Linked DNA regions of Zea mays: regions 1 and 2 are each linked to region 3. Evidence: chromatin contacts called from public Hi-C data. All regions are on one chromosome and are shown on one strand. Each heading gives the region's core, a stretch centred on a gene start, on an enhancer-like site or on the middle of the called end of the contact. The rest is flanking DNA. Distances are from core to core; before and after follow the strand shown.

Evidence for each region. A called contact is a pair of places that touch in the nucleus more often than the background predicts.
Region 1: a contact with region 3 is called in a Hi-C map of bundle sheath, with 3 times the contacts expected there. The contact joins the promoter of LOC100281453 here to the promoter of LOC100193142 in region 3. A contact is called at or near these places in 8 of 25 Hi-C or Micro-C datasets (bundle sheath, ear, leaf and 1 more).
Region 2: a contact with region 3 is called in a Hi-C map of ear, with 3 times the contacts expected there. The contact joins the promoter of LOC100193467 here to the promoter of LOC100193142 in region 3. A contact is called at or near these places in 3 of 25 Hi-C or Micro-C datasets (ear, endosperm and tassel).

What each region holds. Positions count from the first base shown.
Region 1 is chr4:165,285,864-165,289,600 of Zm-B73-REFERENCE-NAM-5.0, reverse strand. It overlaps LOC100281453 (zinc finger homeodomain protein 1), which reads left to right and starts at 1,996. Exons shown (of 1, transcript NM_001154371.2): 1 at 1,996-3,737. The coding sequence starts at 2,398.
Region 2 is chr4:165,621,834-165,625,815 of Zm-B73-REFERENCE-NAM-5.0, reverse strand. LOC100193467 reads right to left here and starts at 1,927. Exons shown (of 11, transcript NM_001138583.1): 1 at 1,749-1,927; 2 at 1,483-1,525; 3 at 1,194-1,320; 4 at 348-436; 5 at 203-263; 6 at 48-115. The coding sequence starts at 1,907.
Region 3 is chr4:165,438,881-165,442,565 of Zm-B73-REFERENCE-NAM-5.0, reverse strand. It overlaps LOC100193142 (Dof zinc finger protein DOF2.1), which reads left to right and starts at 2,227. Exons shown (of 3, transcript NM_001138300.1): 1 at 2,227-2,554; 2 at 2,713-2,809. The coding sequence starts at 2,753.

The sequences.
Region 1 (3,737 bases), core at 747-3,246, 150 kb after region 3:
CTGCATGATACTGATTATTGCAATGTAGTGGTGAAATAATTAGATTAAAATAACAAAATTTATGTATGGTTAGGATCACAAATTGATTATGAAACATTTTCTCATAACAATATAACACACATTTTGTATATAAGTTATCGTAGTATACTGGTATTATATATTCCCGTTGCAACGCACGGGCATTCAGCTAATATATATATATATATATATATATATATATATATATATATATATATATATATATATATATATATATATATATATATATATATATATATATATATATATATATATACTATATTTGCATTCTTTTAGAAATAGTCTTAGACACCACGTATGTAAACCAAACACGTTTGGCCGTATCTGTACATGTAACAATCCTTGGCTGTGACTGTGAGTGACACAGCTGACAGCCCCCCTCTAGCAAAGGCCGGCGGCCGGGACGCAGAGGCAGAGTGTCATACTGTCATCATGCATGCATGCATGCATGTATGTGTGAGCACTTGTTGGCAGCGGGGAAGACAGCTGTGTGGTGCACTGCTTGCATGCATGCCAAATTGCAGTAGTAGTATGTGTGTGTGTGTGTGTGTGTGTGTGAAACACTGACTGACACCAGTACACACGCCGGCTCGATCGCCAACCGCGCGCCTTTCCCCCCTTGCTGGCGACGACTAGGCATCTGAAGCGAAACAAACGGACAGTAAATTAGAGGAAGAAAATAAAGACAAGCTAGTAGAAAGAGAGATGGAAACTGCAACGCCGCCCAGGCACTCAGGCAGTGAGGGCTGAGGAGACGAGGTGTGGAAGTGGAACTTGAAAGCGAAGCCGTGGAAGGAAGAAGAGGGCCGGGGATGGAAGCATGACAGAGGGCATCGATGGTATGTATGGTAGTGGCAGACCGTGGCACACCCAAATGACGACGGTGTTCGCCAAAGGGACCCCAGCGTCCTCAATTCCCAAAGCTGTGTCCGGCATCCGATGACCGTTCTGCCCCTAGCTAGCTAGGCGTTGTTGTTGGTGCGTGAAACCCCCCATGTACGACAGGTAGGCTATAGACCCCCCTAGCTAGCTACTGGTGGCTTCGTGCTTTGGGAATATGGTAGGAGATACTATAGCTTGGATTTTAGGGTGCCCTGGCGGCCTGCTCGTACGGCAGGTCGTCGTCGATGGTTCAAGAAAATTTAAATGGGGAGATCTTTACTGCTACACCCCTGAAAGAACGAACCCACATGTCAAGCAACTGCAGTAATGCGAGCTTACCTATCCTTTATCTCGTCACATTTCTTATTTCAGACTTCACTGCAGTAAGGTCTGCTAGCAATGCAAGTGTGGATTTTGAGGTCAGTTGCTTGATCAGGTGAAGGTTTTGAAAAAAAAAAACAGGGACACTGTCATATTTTTACCATACGTACAGTACAGGGCGCCGGTACTGGTACTAGCAGCTGATGAGTTCAGAGGGGAGCGCGTAAATGCAGCAGGAGGTGCGAGGCAGTACGTAGGAGACACGCATGGATGTACTTGGAGTAAATACCACACAGCTGCACTTATTGCGGGTGTGGTGAGTAGGTCACTGCCACCCGGCACAACTTGTAAACAGGAGCCCGGCCAGTTGAGTGCAATTAAGCAAAACTACTGTACTGTTCGCTGCTTCGGATCATAGTCAGTTTTTCGAACTATTACTACTACAGATACAATCTATATAGATACAATCTATAGAGAAAACGGTACGGTTCAAAGCCAAACCTAGAACAGAGAGTGACAATGAGGAGGAGAGGTGGTGGTAGCAGGCCGGCCGGTAGGCCATAGTGCAGGTGTGGGAGGGGGTGAAACATGGCCCTGTCGGTCGGTGGGCATGGCCTTCTCCTCCGTCACTCTCACCATTGGCCTTGGCCTTGTGGGGGAGTGGTAGACTACCTATAGACTCATTCAAACACACACCCAATAACCCAAGCCAAGACAAGGCTGCCTAGGCAGTAGGCACTCGCTCGGTTTCTCTCCAGCCCGTGTCACCACCACCTCCTCTTCCCCTTCCTCTCTCTCTCTCTCTCCCGCTGCTGCTGCTGTTCCCTTCTTCCTCCCTGGCCTCGGTCCCTTCAGGGTGCATCTGCATGCATAGATGGATGATGGACGGAAAAGATGGATTTGTTTGCCCTCTAGCTAGCTCTCCATGCCAAAACATTCCCCACTTTGTGCCAAAACTGTTGTTGCGGTTGGTATGGTTTAGTGCATTTTTACCACTCTCTTGTAATGATCTAGCTTAATTAGCTCTACCAAGCAATACAATCGCCACCACACCACCGTCTCCTCCTCCCATCCCCCAAGAAACCCTTTTCCTAGCTCTAAAAAAAGAGCCCACCAAACCCTGCGAGCCCCCAACCAAGCTCGGTAGCCGAAGCCATGGAGTACAAGAGATCATCGCATGTGGAGGATGAAGACGAGGATGAGCTGGAGGAGGAGGAGGAAGAAGACGAGGAAGAGGAGGAGGACGAGGATGAGGAGGCCAGAAGCCATCGCTACACCACGGCGGCGGCGGCACCCTTAGGCACTCCACAGCAGCAGGAGGTGCAAGCCCAAGCTCTTGGGCTCGGCTCGCACGCCTCCCTGATGGACTCCGCCGCCTTCTCGAGGCCGCTCTTGCCTCCCAACTCATCTCTGGTGACGCAGCCACCGCTGCCTCCACCAGGCTTCCTGCCGGCTCACCGCCAGCCGCCGCAGCTCCATCCGAGGAAAGCGGAGAGGGAGAGGGAGAGGGACAGAGCCGCGGGAGCGCAGCAGCCCCAGCTCCGGCGCCACCAAGAACCAGTGAGGAATAATAATGGCGTTCTCGGCGGCGGCGGTGGCGCCGCGCCCCCATCGGCGGCCTCTTCTACGTTCGGCCTCGCGTCCGTGCGGCCCGTGGTGGAGGCACCCCAGTGGCGGTACCGTGAGTGCCTGCGCAACCACGCGGCGCGGCTTGGCGCGCACGTGCTCGACGGCTGCTGCGAGTTCATGCCGTCCGGGAGCGACGGGGCCGCCGCGCTGGCCTGCGCCGCCTGCGGCTGCCACCGCAGCTTCCACCGACGCGAGGCGATCCCCGGCGGCGTTGCCGCCGCGGCGGCGGTGGTATCGCCCTCGGCGGTGCCGGTGGTGACCCCCACAGCCCGCGCCAGCGCCAACTCGTCCCGTGTCATGCCGCTGCTCATGGCCCCGCCGCACATGCATACGCGCCCGCCGCACGTCCCGGCGTCCCCGGCGTCCGCGCCCGCCGCGCTGACCGAGTCGTCGAGCGAGGAGCTGCGAGGCCACGCGCCCGCGCACCCGGCCGCGCCGCCGCCGCCGCCGCCACACGCGCAGGTGGTGGCCCTAGCGGGGTCGGCTTCCGCTCCCCCGGCGCCGAGCAAGAAGCGTTTCCGGACCAAGTTCACGGCGGAGCAGAAGGACCGCATGCGCGAGTTCGCGCACCGCGTCGGCTGGCGCATCCACAAGCCCGACGCCGACGCCGTGGACGTCTTCTGCGCCCAGGTCGGCGTCTCCCGGCGCGTCCTCAAGGTGTGGATGCACAACAACAAGCACCTCGCCAAGGTCCCGCCCTCGCCCCCATCCTCCCAGGCCCAGGCCCAGGCCCAGCCCCCGCCGCCGCCGCAGCAGCATCGCCACCACAACCACCACCCACCTCCACCTCCGCCGCACCACATCCACCATCACCACCACCCGCCGCCGCCGCCGCAGCAGGAGCAGCAGCATGATATGCATGAGTG
Region 2 (3,982 bases), core at 678-3,177, 180 kb before region 3:
ACATACTCCCATGATGTTAGAGAGAGATGTTAGGTTCTATCACTTACATATTCCCATGATGTTCCTCTTAATCAGATACTTCTCAAGTGTTTCTTTGCATCGCCAGTTGGAAGTACTACAACAGAAAATATCATTTTAGCAGATAAAGAGAAGGTAGTTCTTTTAAAATGACAAAAAACAAAACCAAAGGGAAAAAACCAACCATATGCTTAGATTTCTTATGATTAAGCCACCAAGAAAACATTGGTTTGATTCTTCATCATCTGTAAGAGCATTATACTTCATTTCATGCTAAATTGTCAAAAAAAAAAGGCATATTAAATCTCTCAAGTAGAGAAGTAACAAACCAGGATTAACGCCAGTGTTCCCAATATGAGGATTGGTCATTAGGACAAACTGACCAGCATAACTTGGATCGGTCAAAATCTCCTGATAGCTGCAACCACAAATGTGCCATGTAAGTAACAATTCTTAGTCCTACCTAGAATTATGGTGCATAATCATCAACATAACTGCATCGACAAGTCATGTTCAATAGTACAGAAAGGTTTGTCGAGGAAGTGCAGCACTATGAATGTTAAAACTAGTACAATCTCTGTCAAACAATAAGCCAAAAAATCTAGCTATTATAACAAGCCTAACTTCTAACGACTTAACAATCTCTCTATCTCCACTTCTCCAGAGCCCAATGCCTCCGCTGAATATGATGAATAATATTATCTCCCCAGGTTGTCTCACCTCAATGAAGTTCTCCCGCTCACTCACCCCTCTTCTTGCAAGAACAACCAAAATTCAGCAATTGATCCCAAACAATTCTGTCACATCAAATTTGATGTAAACGGAAGCTTGTAACACTGAAATTTCCAGGTACAATGAGCTGACTGTAAGCTGGAACCAAATTTATAGTCATTTGTTTTCATTTGCTTCATATAACTATATGACTAAACTAAATCAATATGTGATACAGGTACAGTGAAATCGGGGAGGTTTGTTAGGTTACAGGAGTAAGTGCGCCCGCGCCCCAATCAAATATCTAAAGTCCTAGTATGAGGATTGCCTGTTTGACTGAGAAAACAAATAATAACCAACCAAGAGATGCGAAACATACCACCACTCAGATAAACAATAACCAAAAGACATGCAAAACATCGCCCCACTTAGACAAAAGCGTAACTCAGTCCAAAATGATTTACCCTGTCAGTGATGTGTTGAAAACAACTTCACCAACTTGTGTTCCTGAAGCACCAAAAGACTTGGCCGTCCACACTGATCCATCTTCCAGGACAAGACGAGCATCACTGAGCTTCCACGGCCTTTCCGCTGCATGGAGATTTCAAAAATAGTGAAACCAGAAATAATAGAGCTCTTAAATTGTAAGGTACATAATTGATGAATCGTGCTACAAAATCCCAAGCGCATACTCCACGTGCCGACTGCCGAATACAAAACTTGATATCTGAACAGCTAGTAAAGACAACCCACCTCCATCATCCGCAATGCAGGCCCTCTGCAGGCCAGTGGCAACCTGCATGGAAGAACACAGAACAGCTTAATCCCATAGGGGTAAAACAATCTGTGGCTTATAAATATGGGATTCAGAATCCCATGGGAGCATGGGATTTGGATGAGACGATTGCAAAGGTTTTTTTAAGCACCATACTCCACACAAACCAAACTAGTAAAGGAAGTCACTGGCGCTCAGTAGAGTAGCCAAATCTGCGGAAACGAAAATCTTGTCCGACGCTCACCTTGGCACGGATGCTGAGGACGCGGCTCCCACTTTGCCGGAGGCCAGTCGCAGGAGCCGAGAGGACAAACGAGCTGGAGCTCCGCTCGGCAGCCCAGCACGACTTGGCGACGGACAGACATCGGGCGGTCGCGGGAGCCGTGGCCGGAGGCGCCGCCATCGTAGAGTGCAGACTGAGGCAGGGACGGACCAATTTTTTCGCAAGGGGACTAGTTTTTAAGTGAGGGTTCGGGTGCAGGGGTTCGCACGGCGAGATAATTGCCATTATGGAAGAAGACAGAAGGGGTGGCGTTGGTGTTGGCTTCTCTGTTTTGGAGACGCAGCGGACAGACTATTTCTGATATGGACAACAAACAGAGATTTACGTCTGGCGTCAATATTAAATTCACTTCGTGCTCACGCCGTCAAAAACCTGGCGCCACTGTTTCTTGTTGACGCTGGCTGCTTTCCCATCTAGAAACCCTAGCCGCCGTTTCCTGTTCCTGCGGCCTGCTTCCCCAATCCAGGAACCTAGCGGCGGATGGGCTTTGGGGGGAAGAGCGGCGGCGAGCTGTCGTGGCCGTGGCAGTTCACGCCGTTCCAGAAGCTGAGCTTCTCCGTGGACCAGGTGGTGAGGAGCCTGGTGGACGCCAACATCATCGGCAAGGGCTGCTATGGCGTGGTGGTGCTGGAAGTGCTGACGGGGAAGCAGCCGATCGACCCGACGATCCCAGACGGCCTGCACGTGGTGGACTGGGTGCGGCGGTGCAGGGACCGCGCCGGCGTGCTCGATCCGGCGCTCCGGCGACGGTCGAGTTCAGAGGTGGAGGAGATGCTGCAGGTGATGGGAGTGGTGCTGCTGTGCGTGAGCGCGGCGCCGGACGACCGCCGGACGATGAAGGACGTGGCGGCCATGCTCAAGGAGATCTGATTCCGCAACGGAGAAGAAGACGACGCCAAACGACGTCTGAGCTCGGCGACGGTAAATGGTGAAAGGACACTAATATCTGTTGTGCAGCCCTAATTGAGTGTCTTGTATCCATTTTAGAGTTTGTCTGTCAGCTGCGTCTCCAAAACAGAGAAGCCAACGCCAACGCCTCCATTTCGTCGAAACCCCCTCTCTTCTTCCATAATGGCAATTATCTCTCGCACGGCAGGAAGAGAATACCTGATCTGTGTTCGTCGCCCGGTGAATAGGACTCACAAAATAATCCTTATAAATTAACTTAAAACGAAACCGAAATCATCCTTATAAATTTTGATTCATATTTCAGAAAACCAAAACAAATGAGATACTTTCTGTTCTAGATTAAAAAACTGAATTAACCGAAAACCGAAATATAATTGTCGGCGTTTCGAACCCGAGGGTTTCTGGACCGACGAGTAAATTGTCGCCGCGTGCCCCAGCCCAGATGGGTCGGCGCGAGACGGAGCGCGAAGGGGGAAGAAGCCGGAGGGGGACAGGCGTAAAAGGGGAAACCCGCGGCCTTCGTGTTTGTCCCGCGCTCAGGTCGGGTGCGCTTGCAGTAGGGGGTTACAAGCGTCCGCGCGGGAGGGAGCGAGAGGCCTAAGCGCGTGCCGTCCCGTCCTTCCCCGCGCGGCCAACCCTCTGTAAGAGGGCCCTGGACCTTCCTTTTATAGGCGTAAGGAGAGGATCCAGGTGTACAATGGGGGGTGTAGCAATGTGCTAACGTGTCTAGCAGAGAAGAGCTAGTGCCCTGAGTACATGCCATCGTGGCAGCCGGAGAGGTTTTGGCACCCGGTTTGTGTGGTGTCATGGCCGTCGGAGGAGCGCTGGAGCCTGGCAGAAGGACAGCTGTCGGGGTTGTCGAGTCCTTGCTGACGTCCCCTTGCTTCCGTAAGGGGGCTGAGAGCCGCCGTCGTCATAGAGCATGTGGGGCGCCATCATTACTTGTTTACCGGGGCGAGCCAGATGGGACGCCGGTCTTGTTCCCCGTAGCCTGAGTTAGCTTGAGGTAGGGTAATGATGGCGCCTCCTGTGACGTGGTCGGTCCGAGCCCTGGGTTGGGCGAGGTGGAGGCTCCTCCGAGGTCGAGGTCGAGTCTGTCTTCCGAGGCCGAGGTCGAGTCCGAGCCCCTGGATTGGGCGAGGCAGAGACCGTCGGCTGAGGCCAGGGCTGAGTCCGAGCCCTGGGGTCGGGCGATGCGGAGTTCGTCGTCTTCCGGGGCTGAGCCCGAGTCCGAGACCTGGGGTCGGGCGAAGCGGAGTTCGTCGTCTTCTGGGGCTGAGCCCGAG
Region 3 (3,685 bases), core at 978-3,477:
AGGGGTGGAGAGCTACGCTCAGGAGCGCACGCGCGCGAGCACCGGGTACTAGGCGAGCCGAGACCGAGAGGCCCGGGGTTGGTGGCGTGGCGCGTGCGTCCCCCCGGCTTGCCGCCTCGCTCGTTGCGTCAACTGCTCGCGCGTGCTCTCGTACGTCCACTCGTGCAGGATGGCGGCGTGGCCATGCATGCGATGCGATGGGAGCGAGTACGCGCGCATGGGAATGGGACCAATGGAATCTTGGTGTTCCGACCTAAGCACGCTACACAAGTGCACACCTTGCTATATATCGATGGAGCAGCTAGATGACGTGAACATTTTTACGTGTCGTTCGTTGTCCATCCTGCTTCTACTGGCAGTTCGATTCGTTTCTCTAGCTCGATGCGCTTTGGCAATAATTAAGCATAGTTTTAGTCATCGTGTGTGTCTTGCTATAGATGCATCGATTTTACCCGAAGAATTGCAACAGCAGCTTAACAAATCCTGCGTTCTGACAAAACTACCGGCCGGCCTGCATGCATGCAGAGCTCGTCGACCAGCTAGCTGCAGCAGGGGTGACTGGGTGAGCAGTGAGCACGGTGGTTTCAAATGCCCGAGTTTTCTTCGCAGAAACTCACAAGCCGGCATCGAACATCAGCAACTGCCACGCGTCCACACCGGCCGGAACACAGCAGAGCGTGAGAACGCGATGCGACACCGTGCGGTGCACAGATCAATATTAGGCTGTGACAGTAGTGACGCCGGCAAGGCAAGGCAAGCGCGCTGGAACGGAAACGCTGTGGTAGTCGTCGTCGGACTGACGCCGATGGGCATGCGTGCATTGCGTCGCACAGATCATTAGGTTATTGAGGGGGGATGCGAACGGATACCTTGCTTGCGGGGTGCGAGCTCGCAAAGGCAAGCTTTAAAGCGCAAAGCAAACGACATTTGAATCCGGAAGAGGAAGAAGAGGCGACAGGGAGAGATGCTTCGGCTCTGCTATATCTGTCTCTTGTTTGCTCCCACACATGCCCCCCTTTCGAACCATGGCCATGGCCGGCCGGCTGGACCCACAAAAACATGCTTTTGAACAGTCCCAAGAAGAAGAAAAAAAATCTCACCCATAACGCCCGCCGCCATACATACGTACTGTACTCCGTACTACGTACATAGACTAGGAATCCGTTTTCGCCGTACGTACTTTTTGGAACTACGGCGCATATCTCAATGTCGCCGCCGCCGACGACGGTCGAAGCAGCGATCCGGTCAAGACGCATGGGCCCAGTTGGAGTGCGCTTTTTTCGGTCGGTTTTCTCGTCTCTGGCCTTTCCTCACTGGGACCGAAATATTCCACGTGGCCGGAGTGGTGTCGTCCTGGCTACGCATCACCACAATCCAAGCCACGTCACTCTGCCTTTCCGGCTAGGCGGCTAGCGTATTTGCTCAAACTGACATTCTGCCGTCTCGTAACGGTGACGCATCAAGTATTCTGATCCACTAGAGAGAGCTACTACAGTACCTCTCTTTATCCTACTAAGTAGCTAGAATATACATTTTTTTCTCTCTCTAAAAAAATTCCATGACATATTAAGAGCATAAACAAATGTTATGTATATCACTGTCATTTTTTTGTAACAAAATAAATGAAGAAATAAATTGGACCAGCACGCCACGCACACGCGCGCACAGCCGATCAATAGCCACTGGCCTGTGGATGGTGAGCAGCCAGCCAGCCAGTAGCGTAGGGGTAGGCTGGTGAAGTGAAGGGATGGATCATGGATGGCCGCCGAACCAGGACGGAGACGGACGGGCCCGGCCGACGACAACCGCGCACGCCTCGGGATGCGAACTGGCGGCGGGGGCCGCGCGGGCCTCAAGGAACCCAGCTGCGGGGACCGCCGGCAGCGCGGAAGCCGACGCGACGAGCTAGGCCGCCCGCCTTTCACTCTTCCGGCCTCCGTCTCTCTCTCTCTCCTCCCATCCTCTCCTCTCCTAGTCTCCCCTCCTGCCGGACGTGTCTCCACTGTCCACTCACCGCGCTCCAGTCCGCCACGCTGCCGGGCGCTGCTGGCCCCGACACCGTGGGCCAGCCCCGGCCCGTGGTGCGCGGAGCCCAGCAACATGCACGCAGCCACGCACCGGCACCGCCCGGCACGCTGCTGCCTGCTGCTGCCGCCTGCTAGCGCTTCTGTCGTACCAGTACTACTGCTGCGTTCCTCAGTTCCTTCCTCGCTCTCGATCTATCACCAAAACCCGCCTGCTAATCACTCCGGTGTGGGAGTTGGGGTTGGGTTCGGGCGCGCAACTTTTCCTCCCCTTCTTATTCACATCTCCTCACCAGCAGCCGCCGGCACCACCATCCATCCATCCATCCTCTCTTCTTCCTCTGCAAATCGATCGCCCGGCCTTCCGGTTTGTTTGCCGCTGCAAATCGATCGCGCGTCGCTCGATCGGTGCATCTATCGTCTCCTCCGACGTACCGTCCTCGCTGCGTACCTTCCAGTTCGTCGATCGACAACAAGGCAGGCACCAGCGGCAAGAAGGAATTTCAGTTAGTGCTCTATAATATGATCAGGTAGGGTAATCAATCAAGTAGTAGCTACTAGCTACCAGCTGTGTGTTTATACGTATTTCTTTTGGTGTGTGTCGTAGCTAGGTTTTGCGTGTTTGCTCGTTGATCTGTTTGGCAGCAGAGAAGTAGAACACACCTTGATCGTCGCTGCTCGTTGCTAGGTCGTAGTCAGATCATATTGCTGCTGGTGATCGACCGACGATGATGGCCGGGGCACCGCCGACGATGCACATCTGCATGGACTCCGACTGGCTCAAGGTACGTATATACCGTGACCACATACCTGGGTTCTTGTACTAACATATATAATTCCTTTCTGGCAGCTCACTAGCTCCTCTCTTTGTTGATCTCTGCGCTATATATCTCTTTAATTATCTGTTGTTTTTTTGTCATAACGTACTACTAAGTTGTATGTCTCTGCTCTCTCTACAATAATGGTTGTTTATTAGTGTAGACTTAATCTGATCAAAGGCAGTGAGATCGTAATAATAACCTTTATGAAACTACTATGATCGATCACAGGAGATATCCAATTAATAGGTCCACAAGGATCGTTATATCTTACTTAAACCAACAAAGAAACTAACCGATGAAACTCTGGAAGGATTATTGCTCACAAATATGTCGAAAAACACAAAGGAAACAACCACATAAACAGTATAATAAAGTGTACTGCACCTGCACTACCGTCAGATTCTTACCCATATATTAATTGCAAGCAAAAGCAACAAGAGAGATAAAGAGAGATCTGAACAAGTACATCTGATCTACATGGCTTTAACTTTAGAACACTGCAAAAGCCGTGTATATCGATCTCTTTGACTGTCGACATAACACGTGAAAAGAACAACGTGAATAAATATACTTGTCGATATTTTACCATAATTTTATTAGGGAAAACACTATTTTTTGTTAATGATAACTAGTAAGTAATAAGCACATATATGTATGAACGGTAGACGATGTTCTTATCATGTTATGTGTTTTCAAGCTTAATTAGACCAGATGTTACCTAGCAGCACGATGAGACCATTCTTCAAATACATGATGGCGCCATGGCGGACATGATGAACGAGCACAAGATTTTATGTAATCTCACTGACAATTCTATCTAGTACGAGTTTATAGGAAGTG